Linked DNA regions of Zea mays: region 1 is linked to region 2. The links are chromatin contacts, called in public Hi-C maps. All regions are on one chromosome and are shown on one strand. Each heading gives the region's core, a stretch centred on a gene start, on an enhancer-like site or on the middle of the called end of the contact. The rest is flanking DNA. Distances are from core to core; before and after follow the strand shown.

Region 1 (6,352 bases), core at 517-3,016, 220 kb before region 2:
TAGCGGGTTCCCCATCGGGTAGCGGGTATGGGGCAACATAGAACATACTCACGCCCACCGTACCCGATGGGCATAACAAATGACCCAATAAAATACCCATGGGTATCAAAATCCGTCATACCCGTGCCCTAATAGAGTTTTTACCCATCGGGTTTCGGGTGTCCATTGCCATCCCTCGAGTGGTTATGGATCACGATGTAAATGCTTCTTCATAAAATGTTAGGGTTCTAATTAAATTTTAGTTTAAAAATAAATAGAAACAGAGTCTGATCGTAATCCGATCTTTAAATTTTATAGTGTAAGAGCATCTCCAATAAATCCTAATAATACTAATTCTAATCCTTAATTTGGGAAAATGCGAAAACTCTCATCCAACGGATCCCTGTCAGCTCTCTGTATCCTTCCGCACACGAAAAGAACCTCCTTCACTGCGTAAACCTTTGCGCGCCGTTTTGTGCTCCCAATCTTCGGCCCGAGCTCAGCCGTGCGACATCTCTAGCTCCTGCTCACGCCGCGGGGGAGTAGAGGGAGAAGCGTGGCAACCTACCGCGGTCGGCGACAATGATGCGGACAACGGAGATGTGAGAGAGTTGATAGAGAAGCGTGCGACGCGGGGGCATCTCTAGCTCACCCTGCAGCGAGCAGTGGCCCATCTTGGCCAACTTCTCATTGACGGCGGGCTAGCTAAAACCTTCTTCACGATGGAGGCTGCACCCCACGCCGACCACGCTCCTTGGTGAAGGCAAACGAAGAGCTCGTGAATTACCAAGTTTATCGGTTTTTTAGGAAATTAAAGGGATATGTTGGAGTCCAATATTTTTTTAAGGAGCAAAGACATTTAAGGTCATCCCAATTATTGTTTATTGGAAGATATATTTTTAGAAACGGTTGAAGGTACTCTAAAATTTAGAGCCCCATTGTCACCGGCTGTAACTGAATACTTACTGGACCGGTCTAGCAGAGCTCACTATTCCAACCGGGCTTGCCACAATCAGCTGGTTAAATGCATCAATTTGTAAGAGAGGAGATAGTGACAAACACACCACGAGTGTAACAATGGAAATGTTTAATGTTATCTTTTGTGAAACAATCCTAGTATACTTTCATTGTTAAAATTATAATTATACAATAAATCTTGGCTTTTCTTTTCAATATGGAGCCAAATCTTGGCACAAGTGTCAACAACACACATTAACATTAAACATAAAAATGGTACTTTGACACATTGTCTGGGTGGTGTAGTTGGTTATCACGTTAGTCTCACACACTAAAGGTCCCCAGTTCGAACCTGGGCTCAGACATTTTTTTTGTTTATTTGTTGCCTCCTTTAATCCCTGTTTGTATTTAACTTTTTTGCCTTTTAATCTAATCCCTGTCGTCTAGCTAAGTAGCTAGTACACATTTTATCCTTCTGCTGGTTCTGCATGTTACAAAAATTGCATCTAGCAGATAGTAGAAACAAAACAAGATGAGTTTCAAGTGTTCACCAAGTAAAAGAAAGATAAACCGGAATATATATAACTTACCCTAACACATTTAAGTAATTTAAGGATCAATTAAACTTTAAGAAATACATATAAGTTATCTTTTAAAATATCTCAATGTAAAAAAAATAGAAGTCCTAAAATCCAATCAGATCAAAAAAGTGCTTTGAATATCTTGTTTATATAGCTTAGAAAAACATGAAACTAGTTTCAACTTACCTCAGGCGAGCCAATGTTTATTACTTCTGCGGGTGCAAGTGGGCCCACTTCAGTTGGAGCTCGGAACGAATCGAGCCGGGGCCCACTTCGATCGAAACGAGATGGCTCCGGGGAAGCGAGGCAAGGCCAAAGGGGCGGCGCCGCCGCCGCCCACCGCGGCGGCGAGTACCGGAGCTGTAGGGTTCCCTGGCTGCCTCCGCCTGATGCCGCCGTCGACCGTGGCCATATCTATACACGCCAAGCCCGGCTCCAAGGTCGCCACCATCACAGGTACAGGTCCGGTCTGTCTCACTGCCCCCTTCTAGCGCCTCCATCTCGGCTGTCACGGGGGTCTGTTCCTCTTTCTCCTTGCTCAAACGATGACGCGCGCGGGGGGGATTCTGCAGAGATTGGGGACGAGGCGGTGGGCGTGCAGATCGACGCGCCGGCGAGGGATGGCGAAGCCAACGCCGCGCTTGTCGACTTTATCAGCTCGGTGAGTAGTTCATTCATCGCCCATTTACTAAAACATTTTATCAGTACGAATTTGCTTGTATTTGCGTAATAGTGTATAGTCTACAGTACAGCTCGATACTCCCTAGCCTGATTGCATAAACTTTAGAAGGAAGCTACTAGAAATTATCCAACTCTGATGAGTAAACCAACTTCATAAAGCGCTGGGAATAGCAACTTAAACAGTTCAATCTAACCCCCAGGAATGACATAAAACTTAAGAACCCTCTGGTTTGGAAATTTCAATCGGAAAGCCGGGACACAGAAATGTTACATGACTGATTTTCTGATGTTGCTCATTTGCTGGAACCAATCTGCGTCTTTAATCTACACCGGTGATTGTAGAGCACGAGAGTAGCTTGGTTTACTTTTTTGGTGCTTGATTTTTGCATTGCTTATTGCAATGATGTACTCCCTCAGTCCCAAAATAGTAGTCATTTTAGACTAAACATACATTCATGTGCTGAATTTTAGAGCATGGTAAACTATGGTTTGCACCATGCCACCAACGGAATGTTGAATTGTTGTTTAAGCTTATTAAGCATGTTGAAAAGGCAAATTTGTCTAGCAAATTGTTTGAACCATTGCTGGTCTTGAGTCTTTTTTTTGGGGGAGGGGGGGCAGCAAAAATTGAGATGTAATCCGTAGAGAGAAATAAGTTAGATGCACGTTAAAACATAGATTAAGTTTTTCATTTGTAAAGAAAAGGTTTGTTTGGTGTGTTTTTTAACAGGATTCTTTAGCCAGTCTTCTGATGAGGTTGCTTCCTGCCTCCACCATATTTTTTTGCTTCTCTTTCTGAATAATGGCCCAAGAGTCCATCCAAAAACAGCAAAGGAAGAATATCGTTAAAGCAAATTTCATTTCTGGATCTCCACAGAGCCCATAAAACCACGCGACAACCAACAATAATCATGTTTTTATCACTCTTATTAAAGGTACCCAACAAATCTCCAAACATTTTATCAATGTTTTTTGGCATGTCAAACGAATTTAATGCCAATATTGATCACGCACCAAGTGAAAACAGCCACCTGACACTCAAAAAAGATATGATCTGTTCATTCTGTATGGCCACACCAGGGACAGCCAGTACCCCCCCCCCGCCCATTTCTGACCTTCAAGTTCACCTTTGGACAGGACCCTATTTTTCATAATAAGGCACAAAAAGACTTTGATCCTCTGAGGGATCTTATCCTTCGAAATCATCCTGTAGGGGCTTTTTCCAGGTTACATCTGCATATATTGTAAACAGATCTAACAGCCAAACCTTTTTTTGTTTAACATCCAAACCGCTTTGTCTTTCGAAGCAGAAAGACAAAATCTGTTACAAATCCGTTCCAATTCTTCAAGGCTCTGGGCCCCTTCTCCAACTAACCTTCTTCTGAAGGTTAAGGAGTTAAAGTTGGACACCAAAACCGAATTAACATTTACCTCTTTATTCAGAGAGGTTTGTTTAAAGTTAACAATGAACATGGAAACAACATCTTAAGTTCATTGTTAACAAAAAAAAAGGCAGAAAGAAAACCTGAGCTAGATATGGTTATAAACTAGGAGTCTAGGATAATCCAAATGTATCTTTTTTGACCCAGTATACGACTCATCTGACATCTTCTTTCTCTTCCCTGTCGTAATAATTTCTGCAAACCCCCGTGAGATATGCAGGTACTTGGGGTGAAGAAAAGAGAAGTGTCTATAGGCTCGGGTTCTAAATCGAGGGAAAAGGTTGTGCTGGTACAAGATGCGACTCTTGAAGGTGTCTACGATGCTCTGAAGAAGTCTTGTAATTGTGCATGAGGTATGTACGTTAATCCTGGAGTTAACTTGAATGGGCAGGGCATGTGAATGCTTTTCTGATACGTAACCTATTTGCGATGTGATCCTGTTCCAGCTTGCAAACACAAGTTAGAAAATGAAGTGAGACGAGGCTGAATTGTTCGTTCTTGGTTGATTTTGTGACAAGTGGATCACGGGGGATCGAAGGGAATTGAGGGGGAAATGAACTAATTTTCCCCTCAATCCTCTCCGATCCTCCCGTGATCCCTGGTCATCAAATCAGCTCTAAGCTGTCAGAATAATAATGCATATATGTCAATGCGATGATGGTATAGGGAATGCAGATGCACCAGACATTACTGAACCTTGGTTTGTATGGCTATCTGCATTGCACCCGTGGAGACACGTACGTGCTGACACGTTGCTCGAGTGCAAACTCATCCGAACCGAACGTGCCTACAGCACTTGCGTACGTGAGCCGCCTCACAAACTTTTTGACGACCGGCTCGATGCAAGTGCAATTTGCCGCTAGTAGTGTATCTGCAAGAAAAAGTCGGTTAAACAACTGGAAGGCTACGATTGCAATTTGCAAGGGAAAAGGTCGCAAAGCTGGCTGCTGTGCTCCAGCAAAACAGCCGAAAGAATTTGTTTCCACGCAATGATGGGAATGCTAACGTAAATGATGGGCTCAATCACCATTACAGTAGATGTGAAAACGTAAAAGAAGTGACGGCTCAATACCGTAAGAAAGTTCCATGAGAAAAACGGTAAAGGCCGCTATTTCTATCTATATATTAAAGATGAATGGGGGGATGAATCTGGCTTGTTTGATAATGAATACTCCCTCCGTTTCTTTTTATTTATCGCTGACGACAAATAAAAAGAAACGGAGGGAGTAATGATGAGGGTGAAGAGAAAGTGGATTATGATGGGATTGATGATGATTTGTTATGTTCCGAGGAGACATAAGACTTTGCTAAAAAAAGTAGGTGGTCTAATGAATGATTCTCAAAACGGTGAGAATGAAACAAAGGAAGAAGGAGCACTGAAAGATGGCTTTCAGGTGGTTAAAAATAGAAAGGGCAAAGGTAAAATAGGTGAACAAGCAGATGGTGTTAGGAGAAGCTCGAGGCTAGAAGCTTATGAAGACATCAAGGTGTTGGATATGGCGATTTCTAGGGCGGAGGCTAAAGACGCATTCATCCACTCAGCTAACCCGTACTCTGTTTCAAATACTGATGACTCTACTTTATGTGAGATTGCTGCATCTTTAAATATCTCGTTTGGATGCAATGAAATTGAGAAATCTGAGAGCCTTAGTTTGATTAGATCCGTCGAAAAAGGCAGGTCTAGCCTGCTGCTACAATCGGTGACTAGGAGAAATGCCTGTGAGTCAGGACGAGGGCAATGAACTTTTAGACAACAGGTTAAGAGAGATAATGTACAGCGGGTCTGAACAAGTCAACAAAAAAATCGCCCATAAGAAAAAGAAACAGAAAAAAAGCCCCCCAAAAGTTAGAAATGCTCCTAATAAGGGGAGGGACAGCAACCTGAAGTTACATGTCACCCCATAGTTTCATCATGAAAGGTGTATCTTGGAACTGTCGGGGGCTGAGAAATCCCGAAAAGTTTCATTTCCTTAAAGAAATCATTAAGGATGAGAACTTAAATTTATTAGTCTACAAGAGACTAATAAAAAGAGTTTTTTCACCAATTGATTGGATTTGATCAGTGGGAACAAGACCTTCTTGTGGGTTCACTGAAAAATTGATTGGATTTTTTCAGACAGGGTTTATTAAATGCAGATTTATTTTGGACAGCATTGTTTCGTTACATGAAATCATTCACGAGGTTAAAAAACACAATCGAAGTGGGATCATGATCAAAATTGACTTTGAAAAGGCGTATGACAAAGTTAAATGGAACTTTCTTCTTCAAATGCTAGAAAAAAGGTTTCAGCAATAAATGATGTGACTAGGTGATGAAGACAGTGAGGGGGTGGGGGGAGGTTGCAATTCGAACTAATAATCTTATTGGGCCTTACTTCTCTACCCATAAAGGGGGAGACAAGGGGACCCCCTCTCCTTTTCAACTCAGTGACTGATGGCCTTGCTGTTTTAGTAAAAAAAACTCATGATGAGGGGTTGCTCAGTGGGTTAATTCCTCACATAGTAGAGAGGACGATACGATTTTTCTTCTTTAAGATGATCTAGAAATGACTAGAAATTTGAAACTCATCCTTATTATGTTTGAGCAGATGTCTGGTTTCAAGATCAATTTTCACAAAAGCGAAGTATTTTGTTTTGGGGAGGCTGGAAACTTTGAAAACCTTTATATCGACATTTTTACTTGTCCCATAAAAACGCTCCCTATGAAATATT
Region 2 (6,696 bases), core at 1,459-3,958:
CACTCTAAACCCTTATGTGTTCTTGTGTTCATCCTGAATCCACCTAGCAGGCAAAACGCTTAGGCCCCCTCCTCATCTTAGGATTTAGGGCGGGTGCGTTCCGCCACCTGGCTGGAGAATTTCCTCTCCGACACCATGAAAAGGGGATCTACTAAGGAGGTTTTTCTGGCATCCCATGCCATTGGTATGTATATATATTGTCCCTATTAAGATAAAGTAGTTCAAAGCAAATACTATAGTTTTATGACAATGTATTTGGCTGTTTTCTTTTGAGTCATCATGGTTATTGGAAATTACACTTGGTGCTGGGAGCAGTTCACATGAAACAATGGAGCAGTCACATCCCCAACTTTGTAGGGTACTTCAAGCCTGGTCCGATGCATCAAAGATGATATCGGTATGTGTTTTGCTGTTGTCATTTGACTTCCGATCTTTATCTACACTTTCAGTGAAGTGAATCTGAACTGACCTTTTCTAGGCACTTGATTGTTCGGCTGTCACCATATTTGTTGGAGCAACTGATCTGGCCGAAACAGAGTTATCTTTGAAAGCCATGTGGGATGTGATTCATCCAAAGTCTGGTTCAAATGTAATGTTCTCCATTTACTGGTTATCGTATTTTGCAAGCTAATGTGATTCATCCAAAGTCTCGTTCTAATGTAATGTTTTGAAATCTAGATCTCTTAGTGGCTGTAGCCTTGGGAAGTATGGATGTGTAATCTCTTATGTTAGTTCGAGGAGGCTTACTGGTTTTGGTGGTAAGCTTGAAGTTTGCCGATTAATATGAGCTTAGCCTCAAAAAGCTACCATAACCTACATGTTATTTCCTGTGTTACTTTATTTGTGATTAGGTGAGTGCTCGTACGTTGCAACGGAAATATATATCACGATAACTTATAACAGTATAACACGTTTATATATAAGTTATTATGATATATGTTCCCGTTGTACATACGGATACTCACCTAGTATAAACTGAAGTATATGATAAGCCTACACTGGATGTAAGCAGCACCTCATGTAGTTAGTACTTAAGAGTTGAGAACGGCGAGCAGGCAAGCAGTCCCACATGGTGCATTACTCGGCGACAAAGCTTCAATCACATCCTGGCATTCTTTGGCGAGTACGTACACGAGGTGATGCGACTTGCACTAGCATCCAGCAAAATCATTCATCTGGTACAGCCACGCAAGCTGGGTCTGGGTACGGTGTTCAGGTGTCCCGGCAGCAAAATATAAATTTGTGTTAAAAAAACTCGGTACGGGGTAAGACATAATCGGACATTGTATTAAGAAAAAACTTTCTCACTTTAGTCAAAAAAATCTTTGAATCCCTGCATCACCTATACACAATGACACCGTAGCCTATGTGAGAACGACCACGATCGAAGCCGAGTCTTAGACCTGCATTTTGGCATAGGACAAAGAAAGAATTTTTTTACCACAACTTGAAATTTTGCTCCCATGGGGCGTCAAACCTAGGACCTAAAAGAGTAGGGCTAGAAAATAAGCTCGAACTCGAAGCGACTCGACTTGGAACTGCTCGCGAGTATCGAACGAGCCGAGTCGGGCTAAGTTTTTGAGTTCGTTGGTGCAACGAGCCGAGCCGGCTCGTTCTGGGTCGCGAACTGCAACGAATTAATCAATCTACACATTGATGATTGATATTGAATAATTTTATAGATATTTGACTCATTCTTTAGCCTTTAATAATGGATATATGACCATTTATAATTTAGATTACTCATAATATTAAATAATAATTCTATATTTCATATTTATAGACTTAGCTAATTATATAGTGTAATATTATTTATCAAGTAGTAGCTCACGAACCGAGCCTCTTCTGCGACTCGTTGCATGGGCGAGCCGAGCTCGATCAGCTAGCGAGCCGTAACGAGCCGATCTCGGCTCGGCTCGTTTGCAGCCCTAACGAGGAGTGCTACTTAGACTATCTAATCTACTCGGTTAGAGGCTCTTTTTGCATTTGTGTTAAATAAAATATATAAATTCATCGCAAAGACATTATAAATAAAACATGTCAAGTTGTAGATGCGAATGTTAACACTATCTGCACCTGCTCATTGCTCAAGCAGGACAGGTCCCAGCAGCAGCAGTAGGAAGAGGAGGCAAATGCTATATTCTATTCTGGCAGATCCCGAGGCAGTCAGGCAGATGATGTTGATCGATCTTGGCGGCGGCAGCAGCAGCAACACCAACTGGTATATGTGAGTATGAGACAGAAGAAAAAAAAAAGGAGCGATGCGCATGCATGCACGGCCGCACAAAACGAGCACACCGCACCGGCAATGGGCGAGTCAGGTGCAGCAGCAGCATGGCCATGCTGCGTTTTGGTTTGTGGGTACCGCAGAGCAGAGTATGGGGGAGAGCACTCGCTCTCGTGCGTGCGTGATCTAATGCTGCTCGCCGTCGGCAAAACTTTCAAGGAGAGGGGGAAAAAGAATAGAGACGGCGGTTGACGGCCATCCATGGCAAACTGGCAATGCCCGCAGCCCTCACTGCACCTAATTTCTGTAGAGATCTCCATTGAACTCCAGCTCTAATTTCTTCATATTTAGCTCCTCCTATCCTGATCCTGGATAAAAGTTTTCTATGTCTTTTATGTGAAATAAATCGATTCCTGTAAAAATTTCTATATGATTCATGTAAAATTCAGGCTAAAACCCTACTCTACGCCTCTACCTGTTGCGCTGCCATTGGCGACAGAGGGAGGCGTCAAACAAGACTCCTTTTTTTTTTAAACTTTGTTGTTAAAGCTTGTTTCGGAGTGAGTTCCGTCTTCTCCTTCTTCTTGTTCCCTTCCACGGTTCCACCCCCGCACGACCGCACCACTCCACCACCACCCTCTCCTCCTCCCTTCGCCTCGGTGTGGGGCCCGACTCCCGAGCCAGCATTCCGTCAACGCCGCTCCGTCCCGCTCGACTCGACCACTCAAACCTTCTGGTGGGGCGCTCCTTCGGAGCGAGGGGAAGGAGCTCATGAAAGCCAAGCGAGGAGGTCCATGACGACCGGAGGCCGCCGATGGAATGGCAGATCCCGTCGACATCGACAAGGTCCATTTTTTTCTCACTCGTTTCTACAGCCGCCGCCTCTTGCGCTTTTGTTGCTTTTTTTTCTCTCTCTTTCTTTCTCGCCCCCCCCTCCCCCCTCCCCCAACGCACTTGCTGCGGCGATGTGGGCGAAGACTGTAGAGCTACAGTTCCTAGGACGCACTGGGCGTAACCAGGGGGGGGGGGGGGGGGGGGGGCAGCTCTATGCTCAAGTCAGCTGGCCGAGGCATGGCAGCTCAGCTTCTCTTCCGACCTCCGTTTCGCCCGGACTAATACTCAATAAGCCCATGCCCGGGACGGCGAGACGCACCGCACAGCCCCGGGTTCGGTGGTCCCCATCCAACCCACGCCTGGAACGACCGGCGTGCCGCCTGCCGCGCCTGGTGGGGGAGTGCGTGAGCCCTGAGGTTTGGGTCCGAGATTTTGGGGGGAAATGCAGAGTTTGCTTTCAAACCTTCGTTAAACTGCTTGCTTGGTTCAGTGCTGGCATTCCCTTTGTAAGGATTAGTCACCTTGTTGTGTCCAACAACTTCCATTGTCTTCATATACCGATATACCCCTGTTTCCTCTGTCGTATTACGGCGGCGGTATCTCCTATCCCTGTAACCGATCCATATTATCCTCGATGTTTTTGGATACTCAAATCCTAGAGGATAGCCAAACATATTACACTGCAGCTGTTGCTTTCCATGTTAGCATAAACTGACATGAGACCAGAATATAATGAAAAGAGAACGAGATAATTGGATTTTGCCACTCACAATGTTGTCTTCTTGTTATAATTACCACTGTGTCTATAAATTGTGGGTCCAGCTAGGTCTATGAAATGTGGGTCTGATGGCAATTTTACAAACCTGTTTCTTCTGATGGCAAATATCAGAATCTCTCTGAAAAGAACGATGCCATGGTACAAATAATTCCGTTGATTAGTCTTGTTTTCAGGGAAGAGGCCAGGAAGCATCCTGGAACTTCCCAGTAGCATTGGTGCAATCAGCCAGTTGTGTATTAAGAAACACGTTTCTCGGAGATGTCCTCGAATTCCAACGCGTAGAAATAATCTATGCTCATAACTGTTCTTCACAACTGTCTGTTCTTGCTTCCCCATGAATTCTGCAGGCACTTGTTGCTCTAAAGAAAGGCACTCAACTCCTTAAATATGGTCGCAAAGGAAAGCCTAAATTCATTCCCTTCAGACTATCGAATGTAAGTTCTCTGCACCACTCTAGATTGATTATGGTTCTGAAAATGATTTTCTTTCACCGGTACATGTGGATCTGTTACATTACTTTTATATGTAAATCTTAGCCTTTAACTGTCCATGGCACTGCATAATTTTGCCTGAAACCAATCAAACCATGTTAGTAGAAATGGCAGTAATTGAAGAATTTTATGAATCAGAATCGTCAGGGATACATATGCTCCTTCAGCAGTTACTGTCTGTACTTATATAAATTCCTTTTCTTCTCTCGACAGGATGAATCGACTCTTGTTTGGGTTTCAAATAACAAAGATAAAAGTTTGAAACTAGCTTCTGTGTCTAGGATTCTCTCAGGCCAAAGAACGGTAAGGGCGTTTTGGAAAAAAAAACGGAAAGGTTTTTTGGGGTCCATTTTAACTTATTTTCCTGAAAAAAACTAACTGTTAACATGCATTTCTGTTCAGCTGGTTTTTCAACGTTTTCTGCTCCCCGAGAAGGACCATTTATCCTTCTCCCTCATATATAATGATGGCAAGCGGTCTCTCGATCTGGTATTATAATGAGATTCAGTTTGATTTCTTGCTTCTCTTTCATTTCTGATTAAATGGCATGTACTCATGTCCTATCCCATTTCAAAGATCTGCAAGAATAAAGTCGAGGCGGAGGCTTGGTTTACTGGTCTTAGTGCCTTGATATGTCGAGGACAGCATGGATCCCAGGTCCAACATATAGATGGAATCCGGATCGCTGGACTTCCTTTTGATGTAAGCTCTTATGCTTAAACAAAGTTCACTGTTACCCACATTTTTCTGATTAATATTTAGTTATTTTCATAGTCTATATTTCACATCACTACCTGACTCATTGCTTCTTATCAGTATGTTCTGATATCTTGATGTTGATTTTTTGCTGCTCAAATTTGTCACACGCTATTCTTGTAGCTATATACGGCATTCAATAATTAGAACCAGAATGATCTCGACAAATGCCTGATCAGTAACCAAAGTGGAGCCATGGTGTAAGTGACTGTCCAATGGAGCTTTTGCTTGATTATCTTTTGACCTCATTGCAGCTTTTGCCGTTGAGGTTCTTGGTTATTAGCCACTACCTACATCCATCTTTATTTGTTGGAGGTGGTTTTATCTGTTATTGCTAGAGTTTAACAGGCAACTTAAAATGGCAGGTTAAATCCACTTTTAGGCAATCTTGTGGCTTGTAGCACATTGCAGATATCTCATCATGTTACTTTTCTAATTACATTTGGTCCATGTATTATAATCATGTGCAATAGATAAATCACAGTACTTACATCTTGGAATGCAACAATTCTAATAATCTTCATATCAATTTGTTGCAGGGTGCAAGAGAAAGTAGCCTAAGTGGTAGCTCTACTTTCACTTCGGATTCCTTTGAGAATAAGCTGAGCTCGGTAAACTCTTCCAAGGATCGTTCTTCGGGAGAATATACATATTCAGAAAGGACTGATGTGTCGGATATGCAAGTGAAAAGTGTTTCTTCTTCAGACATTCGAATCAGTGTTTCCAGTGCCCTTAGCACATCCAGCCATGGCTCTGGAGGTGAAGATTCCGAATCGTTTGGAGATATTTATGTATGGGGGGAAGTCATCTGTGATACCATCTCAAGATCAGGGTCTGATAGAAGTGCTTACTCTCCTGGCACAACTACAGATGTTCTTGTACCAAAGCCCCTAGAGTCAAATGTAATGCTCGATGTGAGTTATGTGGCTTGTGGCGTGAAACACGCTGCCCTTGTTACAAGACAGGCAGAGGTATTTACGTGGGGAGAAGAATGCAGCGGTCGTCTCGGTCATGGCATTGGAACAAATGTTTTCCAGCCACGTCTTGTTGAGTCACTATCGACCTGCAATGTCGAACTAATTGCCTGTGGTGAATTCCACACTTGCGCTGTCACTGCAACTGGTGATCTCTACACCTGGGGAGATGGCACACATAATGCTGGATTGCTTGGTCATGGTAGTAACGTGAGCCACTGGATCCCAAAAAGAGTGTCAGGTCCACTGGATGGTCTTCCGGTATCAGCTGTATCTTGCGGCACATGGCATACAGCCTTGATAACTAGCTCTGGGCAGTTATACACATTTGGTGATGGCACATTTGGAGTCTTAGGTCATGGAAACAGAGCATCATGCTCATATCCAAAGGAAGTGGAGTCTTTGAAGGGTCTGAGGACAATTTCTGTTTCGTGTGGTGTGTGGCATACTGCTGCTGTTGTTGAGGTTATCATTTCACAGTCAAATGCTTCATCTGGAAAGTTGTTCACTTGGGGTGATGGAGACAAATATCGCCTGGGTCATGGTGATAGGTCTTCAAAACTGAAACCAACATGCGTCCCCTCGTTGATAGATTACAACTTCCATAAGGCTGCATGTGGCCATACTCTTACGATT

Evidence for each region. A called contact is a pair of places that touch in the nucleus more often than the background predicts.
Region 1: a Hi-C map of ear shows a contact between it and region 2, with 5 times the contacts expected there. The contact joins the promoter of LOC100284194 here to the promoter of LOC100304223 in region 2. A contact is called at or near these places in 19 of 25 Hi-C or Micro-C datasets (bundle sheath, ear, endosperm and 6 more) and 1 of 3 datasets of contacts at active chromatin or transcription factors (leaf).

What each region holds. Positions count from the first base shown.
Region 1 is chr2:25,684,760-25,691,111 of Zm-B73-REFERENCE-NAM-5.0, reverse strand. LOC100284194 reads left to right here and starts at 1,766. Exons shown (of 4, transcript NM_001352049.1): 1 at 1,766-1,973; 2 at 2,090-2,178; 3 at 3,861-3,993; 4 at 4,087-4,373. The coding sequence starts at 1,805. The coding sequence ends at 3,992. TRNAV-CAC (transfer RNA valine (anticodon CAC)) reads left to right here and starts at 1,228; the gene lies at 1,228-1,301.
Region 2 is chr2:25,467,893-25,474,588 of Zm-B73-REFERENCE-NAM-5.0, reverse strand. LOC100304223 reads left to right here and starts at 2,708. Exons shown (of 9, transcript NM_001361389.1): 1 at 2,708-3,073; 2 at 4,187-4,273; 3 at 4,544-4,633; 4 at 4,733-4,819; 5 at 4,907-5,032; 6 at 5,626-6,696. The coding sequence starts at 3,047.